Regions from separate parts of the Mus musculus genome. Here region 1 is linked to region 2. Evidence: chromatin contacts called from public HiChIP or PLAC-seq data. All regions are on one chromosome and are shown on one strand. Each heading gives the region's core, a stretch centred on a gene start, on an enhancer-like site or on the middle of the called end of the contact. The rest is flanking DNA. Distances are from core to core; before and after follow the strand shown. Region 1 has its middle 48 kb from the start of Hspa4. Region 2 overlaps Fstl4 (follistatin-like 4).

Region 1 (4,496 bases), core at 1,245-3,744, 430 kb before region 2:
CACTAATCTGTTGTGTTGTGATGTTTCATCCTCACCGTCAACCTGACGGCTTAGAATCACCTAGGAGACACACCTCAGAGTGCCTGTGAAATTGTTATCAGAGATGTTCACCTAGAGAAGGAAGAGCTCCCCTAAATGTGGGTGGCACCACCCCATGGGTCTGGAGTGAATTAAAAAACCAGCAAGTTGAAGGCTGGAGAGATGGCTCAGCAGTTAAGAGCCCTGGCTGTTCTTTCCTGAGGATCTGGGTTCCAGTCCTAGCTCCCACACAGTGGCTCACAGCCATCTGTAGTTCCAGTTTCAAGGGATCCAGTGCCCTCTTCTGGCCTCTGTGGGCACTGCACACATGTCATGTAGACATAGACAGGCAAAAACACCCACATACATAAAAATAATAAAGACATGTTAAAAAAATGGAAAAATGCAGATCGTGGAGACTGGGGAGTGTGGTTCAGTTGGTTAAAATGCTCGCTGTGCAAGGACGAGGAGCTGAGTTCAATCTGCAGAACCTGTGTAAAAAGCCAGATGTGGCGGTGAACACCTATATCTTAGTGCTGTGGTGGCAGAGGCAGCAGATCCTGGGGCTTGTTGCCCAGCAGCCTAGCCCATTTGCCACGCCCTGGGCCTCAGAGAGAGAATGTGAGTTGAAAACCAAGGAGGATACCTCCTCAGGAAAAAATAGTACCCAAGGTTGACCTGTGGCTTCCACGTATGCATGCAATTCCCCACCAGGATGGGCAGCGCCCTTAACCAAACCAACCCTTCCTTCCAGAAGTTGCTTCTGTCAAGTACTTGGATGCAAGTAACTAAGACACACCTAGAGATCTGACCACTAAAGTGTGGTGTTACTGGGTAATAACGAAGACTCTTGCACTGATGTTAACCTGGGGTAGACACTAGGGTAAACACTGAAGAGTCATGGGATAGACAGACACTGGGGTGGACAGACACTGGAGTGGGTAGACAGACACTGGGGTGGGTGGACAGACACTGGGGTGGGTAGACAGACACTAGGGTGGACAGACACTGGTGTGGACAGACACTGGGGTAGTCAGACACTGGGATAGACAGACACTGGGGTGGACAGACACTGGGGTGGGTAGACAGACACTAGGGTGGACAGACACTGGGGTGGACAGACACTGGAGTGGGTAGACAGACACTGGGGTGGGTAGACAGACACTGGGGTGGACAGACACTAGGGTGGGTAGACAGACACTGGGATAGACAGACACTGGGGTAGACAGACACTGGAGTGGGTAGACAGACAGCAAGCAGCATATACAGACACCAATATACCAGGGTTGACAGAGACTGGCATAGACATTTATGCTACCTGGAATCAGCCTGAAACCCTCCCCTGTCTCAGCAGGTCCCAGGCAGTCCCGAGCTTCCACAGCTTCAGGAGAACCTTCCTTCCTGTCTCTAGCAAGCCAGGGTAAGTCCTGAGAGGGCCCAGCAACTGCAGAACCCTCCCCCTGGGAGAAGTGGCTGTTAGCCTCTGGGCTGGAGTTGAGCTACTTTCTGTTCCTTCTGTGACACAGGACTCTATCCCAGGGCTTCACGTGCACTAGCTAAGAACCTTTACCAACTGAGGTACAGGCTAGCCATTTTATTTATTTTGAGACTGGGTCTCATGTAACCCAGGCTGGCTTCAAACTTGAACTCAGATCCACTAGAGGACTTTGAACTCAATCTGCCTCTATGTCCTAAGTGTTGGGATCCTAGTTATGCACTACTCTGCCCAGTTTATGTTGTGCTGGGGACTGAACCCACGGCTTCATCATTGCTGGGTTAGCAGCCCTACCACCTGAACTACCTTTGCCGCCCCAGTTGTCCTTTCTAACCGAGCCTGTCGTCTCCAGCGTTCTGACTCAGGTACATACATAGTAAGCCATCCCTCCCTCAAACTAGAGAATGGCTCTCTGGCATGAGGGATCCTGGCTGCTCAGGGGCTGTTCCTGGGTCAGCTGGCCACGCCACACCATTTCCATTAGTTCAGATCCAGCTTCAGCCTGCTCTATACAGCTTTCACAGATGCTTTCGAAAGGAGCCCTAAATCAGAGCCAACTCATCAAGTGGCTCTGACTATTAACAAAATTGCTTCCTGCTAATTTGAGTTTACAAAATAAATGGCTCCTGACAATCTGGCAGGGCTGCGTGGCGGGCACCCCACCCACCATGTGCTTTGGGTACAGGACAGGGCATCCACAGGGGAACAGGGGAGCTCTGGCCCAAATGCCATGGCAACCGTCAGAGAGGACTTGGGGCTATCACAGATAGATAGGCTGAATTATTTGCTGGGTTTGTTCATCACTCCGAGGAGTCTGGGATGCTGCACTGGCCTAGCAACATGGTTACTACAGGGCCTGCAGCTGCTATTATGCAGCTCTTTGTCTAGCTGGGCCTGCAAATAAGTGGATAATGAACAGTCATCAGGCAGAGAGGGACAGTGCGGCCCAGACAGCTGAGCCTGGAGCTGAGAGAGGCACAATGGAAAGAGAGGGCTGGGGGACAGCTTGACCCCAGGCATGCAGGGAGCAAGGGGCAGCACTGTGGGGTAGAAAAGAATCCAGGGCAGAGGTCAGTCAGGTCAGATACTGGCAAGAGCTTGAAGTTCAGAGCCATAAAAACCTTGTCCAGTGGGAAGATGGCTTAGGTGGTAAAGTGCTTGTCACATACGCATGAAGACCAGAGTTCAATCCCCACCCAGCATCTATTTTAAAAACTGCCTGTCTTGGTGATATATGCTCCTAATCCCGGTGCTGAGAAGGTGGAGATATTCATCCCCTGGGCCTTGATGGCTGAATCAGTTGTGCTCCAGGCATGATTCTCCAAAACAAGTGGGTGCCTCCTGTGGTAGCCCCCCAAAGGGGTAGCATTATTAGGAGGTGTGGCCTTGTTGGAGTAGGTGTGGCCTTGTTGGAGGAAGTGTGTCACTGTAGGAGGCGGGCTTTGAAGTCTTATATAAGTTCAAGTCTCATGCAGTGAGACAGTCTCCTTTTGCTGTCTGGCCCCAGCTCCATGTCTACCTGCACACCACCATGCTTCCTGTTACAATGGACTAAGCCTCTGAAACTGTAAGCCAGTCCCAGTTAAAGGTTGTCCTTTATAAGAGTTGCCACGATCATGGCGTCTCTTCACAGCAATGAAACCCCAACTGAGACACCTCCTGAGGGAGGGAGGCCACCTGAGGGTGACCTCTGACCTCCACGTGCCCTCTCTACCCAGTCTGAGACAGGGTCATCCCCACTGTTCACTCCAGTGCAAGCATTACCTGGCCCTTGCGTTTCCATCTTGCCACAGGAATGCTGGGAGGAGAGAGGACCATGTCCAGCTTTTCTGTGGGGTCTGGGGATCTGAACTCATGCCTTTATACGTGCACGGTAAGCCCTTTGCGCACGGAGCCACCTCTCTAGCCTTTATAGTTTGCTTCTACAAAGTCTCATATAGCCAAGGCTGTCCTTGAACTCTTGATATTCCTGCCTCAGCCTCCCCAGTGCTGTGATACCTGAATTTGGGTTCTGGAAGGCTGGCGAGGGGGTGGCAGTCTGATGGCATGTGGTGGTCTGATGGCATGTGCCACACAAAGTATAAAGTGTAAAGGCAGCAACTGGTGACTCCCTTTTCCTCCATGCCAGGACTGGGGTCTTTAGAATGATCCCGAGTGGCCCGTCCTCTGATGCACCTTGAACCAGGGACTGGAAGTGTGTTTTTCTGCATGGTGCGATGGGTAATTACCAGCACACCAACACTGAAACGCAGCCTTGGCTCGAGGAACGAACACAAAATGGCAAGAGCAGAGTTTCCGTCGTAGACCTCCCGCACTTAACATTTATGAGTGCCCATAAAAGGCAAGGTTGGAATTGTATCTGCAGTTCCCAAGCACACGCCATCATTTTACACACTCTAACATCTGTTTTAAGATCACAGCAGAGAGTGTTGGGTAATTGGCTTCCTTTTGTCCTGGGCCCATCGGTTAGGCCCCATCAACTCGATTATAAATTCTCAGGGATTTACCAGTAAACAGCATTTGGGGAGCCCGATACTGTCATTCTGCAGCTCGGGTTCGCAAAGAGGCTAAGAGTGGGTTTATTGGTGCTTCCCTGCGCAGCCGCAGGGCCACAGCTGCAGCCTGAGACACAGGCTCTGCTGGGAAGCCCCAGACCCAGGGTGAGGTGGTAGCAAAAAAGAAAAGCTTCTGTGTTCTGTGCCTCAGTTTCCTCCTGTGTAAAATGCAGCTGGTGATGGTTGTCCTAATTCCCTAGGGGCAACTTGAAGCCAGGGCACAGAGCATGTTTAGCATTGTCTGGCTATCATGGAGAGACTCCTACAGGGGGACACTGCTCCTAGGGAAGCAAAGAGACAAAGACAAGCTCTTCAGATGGCCGTTCATAGGGGCACAGGGCAGGGGTCCTAGAGGCATAGATGGCTGACCGAAGGTTCCAAAGGTCTCCTTCCTGGAGGCAGCTGTGAGGGCGGGCCACACTGTGAGA
Region 2 (4,527 bases), core at 36-2,535:
GAAGAATGCCTTAGTTAAGGACTTATTTAAATCTGATTGTCCTGTAGTGATATCTCCTGTGGGAATTGTACTGATAATTAATTGACTCAGCCCACTGTGGGCAACACCATTCCCTAGACTGGACTCTGAACTGTGTAAGATCAAGAAAACTTCCTGAGTGAGCAAGCAAGTGGCAGGGGTGCATTGTTTCTCTCTGTTCATGACTATGGATGTAGTGTAACAAGGTCCTGGTTGATGCAACTCCCCTATAATTATGACAGCAATTTGGAATTGTAAACCTTAATAACCCTCTTTTCCCCCTATTATTTCTTTGGATCAAGGTATTTTATCACAGAAACAGAAATGAAAGTAGGACAAAAATCATTATCTATTTGACAGTGTGACTTCTCATGAACTCTGGGAAGATATCCCTGGTCCTGGGCCAAGTATTACAATGGTAATTCCCAAGGATTCGCTCTAGGAGCACGGTATTTAAGAGGTGTTTGTAGAGTATGGAGGAACTGTGAGATGGTTCAGCAGGCAGCTTTGCCTGATGATCTGAGTTCAGTCAACAGAACCCACATGGAAGAAGGAGAAAATCAACTCCTGCAATTTGTCCTCTGACATCCACAGGCTGTGACAAGTGCTTGTGCGTGCATGTACATGCATGCATGTACACACAATTATGCAACCACAAATAAAAATGCTTGAGTGTAGAACCCCTGCCCTTGAATAGACACCCTTGCAGCAGGCTTGCCCATTTCCCACCTACCTTAAGACAGCTGGGTACAACTCTATCTGCTACAAAAAGGACAGCGTGCCACAGAAAAAGCCGATCTCCTAAGTCAGGACTGTAAAGAGGCGGGTCGCATGCTCAACTTCTTTGAGCCCAGCATGTGTGTAAGAATGAGCAATGCTCCAGTGTTGGGGAGGGAAGGGTTAGGATGTGAGGAACTCCTCATCTAGCCTTGGATGAAGTCTGGGACTGAAAGGGACTCATTGGTTCGAACACTGTCAACTCTGGTTGGTTTTCTTTATGTTCCCTCCATCTGTGGCTAGTAAAGAAGTTAGTCTCTCCACTCCCACCTCAAAAAAAAAAAAAAAAAAAAAATCCTGGGAGTTCAATCATCTGTTTCAGCCCAGAGTCAGCTATTTCACATTAGACTAAGACACATTATGCAGGCAACTGAGAGATCCAGGAAACATCTGCTAAACAAAATCAGAATTAATGGCAAACACCACAAGGATCTTGATATCTGAAGTTCCCCCAGATGCACAGAACAATAAAGGGGCCATTAGAGGCAGCTGTCGACTGGGAATGGATTCCAGGGGTTTTCAGGAAGCCAGGGTTCCAGTTTCCAACTCAATGAATGTAGGCAGGTCCTGTTTAGTTGGGGGATTTGCATTGCTAAGCAGTCTAAGTACCCAGCGTCACCCAGGATAAGGGTGACAGTCTCCCTCCTTCCTTTCCACTCCTCTGAAGATAGCAGCAGCCTTGCCCTCCCAGTCTCACTATTGTCTTGCTGAAAAGCCAGGCCCCCCAGCTGGCTAAGTCTGGAACACAGTAAGTGAACCATCCTTGGGAGGGCCAGTAATCTAACATGACACCCCAGTGCCCAGCTCCAAACTCAAGCCCCTAATCACAGCACAATCACAGACATCTGGAATAGCTTACAGATCACCTCCTGCCCTTCAGAGATAGCTGACAAGGGCTGAATTATCCAAGCCACTTGCTCCACACTCTGGGGTGCTCCCACAGCTGTAATTCAAAGAGATGGGATCAGTCAGAGAAAGTGCTGGAGTGAGTAGATGGGCTCTGGCAGGTACAATCAGCACCTGCCCTCTTCGTGGACACGGGAGTGTCTCAGAAGGACCAGGGTTGGCAACTCTTCACTGTGTAGTTTCAGAAAAGGTTGAAATTAAATTTCAGGTGTCTGGAGAGGGATGAAAAAAAAAAAAAAAAAAAAAAAAACCACTGTGCTCAACCTAGGAAGACAGCTCAGTGGACAGAAGACTTGATGGAAGTGAGACTGTGAGTTCAGGTCCCCATCATCCATGTAAAACGTAGGACAGGATGCTGAGTCTGTAATTCCAATGCTGCTGGACAGGTGAAGATAAAAGGATCCACAGAGCTTAGTGGCCAGCTGGCCTCTAAGGACACATGTCCTGGCCTAGAGGCACCCAGTGGTCTTGTCCTATCCCAATCTTTATTACTGTAAAGTGAGTTCCAGGTTCAGCAAAGATACCTAACACTCACCCTCAACCTCCATATGCATATGCTTCTACACACACAGGTATAAACACACACAAAATGCACACACACACACACACACACACACACACACACCACGTTGAGTTTTTTAGTTGTCCAGGGAAAGATGTAAAAATTCTCGTTCTGGAAAGCAGACAGAATGTAGCCATGGCAGCTTTCCTGTGCAGCCATTACAGGTGGGCTCTGAACATTAGGTTCAAGGTCAGTCCAGGGCTCTCATGAAGAAGCAACAGTTTTGCTTCTCTAAGTAGAACAGGTGTCCGGGCCTAGAGACTCTCTGTGGTCTTGTCCTACCTCAGCCTTTACTACTATAAGAGAGTCATTACCATAAGCCTAACTTCATGAGACGCAGGTGGCACTCTCAACTTTTTTGAGTTTAGCATGCGTACAAGAATGAGCAGTGCTCCAGTGTTGAGTAGTGAAGGGTTGAGGTGTGGGGAATGTCTCACCTAGCCTTGGTTGAGGCTAGCTATGGAGGCTTGGTAGCCAGTGGTATGTGCTATGCACCTGATGGGGATGAATCAAGATCAGACAACTTAAACAGCCACCACTTATACGTGTGGGGTGCAACCGAGAGGCAGAAGTCCTATGTGGGGAAGGAGGTTCGGGCAGAGTCCTTGTCACCACTGGTAACATGGAAAGGAAAAAGGAGTCTCAAGTATAAGATGCTGTCTGCTTAGCTAAAGGTCAAGGGACATAAAGAATTCTCTGAAACTCATAGTGAGTAAGTCAGCATCATTGTGCCCACGTCGCCATTCCAGGCAGGCTCAGCTCTGGTGCCTGGCCACTGAGGAGCTTTTCCCTTGCCTGGATCGGATCCACTACAGCAGGCCTTGCAAAGGCACCAAGTGCAGTGGCAGCCATGAACACCAAGACAGCAAAGTTAAATTGTTCCATCCCATAGGAAGCTTATTTGGGGAAACTATTATCTTCCTATTATCTTCCTTGCTGAGAGTGGTATTTAACACAAAAGCCAGAGCAATCCTGCAGCCCAGACAAACTCAACTGCAGCCATGCAGCTCATCCGGTTCTTAGAGTTCAGCACTTTCTGAATGTACTGTGCCCCAGCACCACTGCATTAAAGTACCACAAGCCAGGAGGCTTCAAAAGCAGGAATTCATTTTTCTCTCAGTTCTGAAAAATCAGAAGACAAAATCAAAGAAAGGGTTGGTCAGACCATTCACGATCCCCGCTGATGGCTCTAGGGAATAGTCCTCCCACGCCTCTTCCTAGCCAGTGCTTGCCAGCAATGCCCTGCTCTGTCTTCACACGGCACTCCCCTTCTGTGTCTATAGAGGATGTTCGCACTGCCATTCATGGGACTAAAGCCAAAAGTGATCCAGTATGACTTTATCTTAACTTGGTATGTCTATTGTCTATAGAGATCTTATTAAGTAGGTCTCTATTTAATAGAAGGTCATGTTCACAAATTCTGGCTTATTATTTCACTATGCTATATTTTTTTGTCAATCTGTATTTTTCTTTGAGAACAGAGTCTCAAAATATAGCTGCACATTCAGCCCATAACACCAAGCTTATTTGAACCTAAAGCCCTTTCATCAATGCATCACCCAGGAACATATAATATTACCAGAGATGGCAATGCACTCTGAAGAACTAATGGTATTTTTAAAACTTATAGTAACAATCCAGAATAGCTATTTTAAATTATCTTTTTAAAACCCAAAGGTCTTGGGTCCTCACTAGTATATCATAAAGATGAGACCAGGGTTCAGAAGGGCAACTTGTACTTAGTTCAAGAAATAATTATCATCACAAGGTCCTAGGCAGGGTGATGGGAAAGTCATCAGCCATCAGCCAGCTTACTCAGCTGTGAACTGGGAAAGCTACAGTAGCAATCAGCCGGCAAGACATGTGTACAATAGTGGCATGAACGTTAGGGGGCTGACCAACCACCTTATGATTTGATATAAGGCCTGTTTCATAGGAGAAGCTGTGTGGCTGATATCATAAATCCAGCCAAGAAGCCATGGCTGGGGAGGCCCTACTATGTTGTTAAATGGACACAACATCAAACTATCTTCAGCTTCCCAAGGGGTAGGATCAAGATGTAATTGTCCCTCTATACCCATAGATTAATGACACTCTCAGCCCTCACCAGAGAAGTTCCTTTGTGCAGTGGACAGTGTTTAACACAGAAATTCATAACTGGTCAAAATGCAGGGAATATATGACTATGGGGTACTCAGGTAGAATTGGAACATCTACATCAGAGCTCTTGTGCCCAAGGTTTAGGAAACATCAACAAAGGGGCA

Evidence for each region. HiChIP or PLAC-seq counts read pairs in DNA pulled down with a chosen protein or histone mark.
Region 1: an H3K27ac HiChIP or PLAC-seq map of VIP interneurons shows a contact between it and region 2, with 5 times the contacts expected there. The contact joins two enhancer-like sites. A contact is called at or near these places in 1 of 484 Hi-C or Micro-C datasets (the HPC-7 cell line), 2 of 115 datasets of contacts at active chromatin or transcription factors (VIP interneurons and stem cell-derived neural progenitor cells) and 1 of 9 other capture datasets (embryonic stem cells).

Annotation. Positions count from the first base shown.
Region 1 is chr11:53,250,444-53,254,939 of GRCm38.p6, reverse strand. No RefSeq gene overlaps it. Among named protein-coding and RNA genes, the nearest start is that of Hspa4, 48 kb to the left of the region's middle. Within about 2 kb of position 2,494, at least 35 of the 459 cell types and tissues checked have an H3K27ac peak or open chromatin away from gene starts, as enhancers often do. A contact at or near this core is called in VIP interneurons, where this site is marked.
Region 2 is chr11:52,817,614-52,822,140 of GRCm38.p6, reverse strand. All of the region lies in intron 3 of Fstl4 (follistatin-like 4), which reads right to left. Among named protein-coding and RNA genes, the nearest start is that of Fstl4, 55 kb to the right of the region's middle. Within about 2 kb of position 1,285, at least 5 of the 459 cell types and tissues checked have an H3K27ac peak or open chromatin away from gene starts, as enhancers often do. A contact at or near this core is called in VIP interneurons, where this site is marked.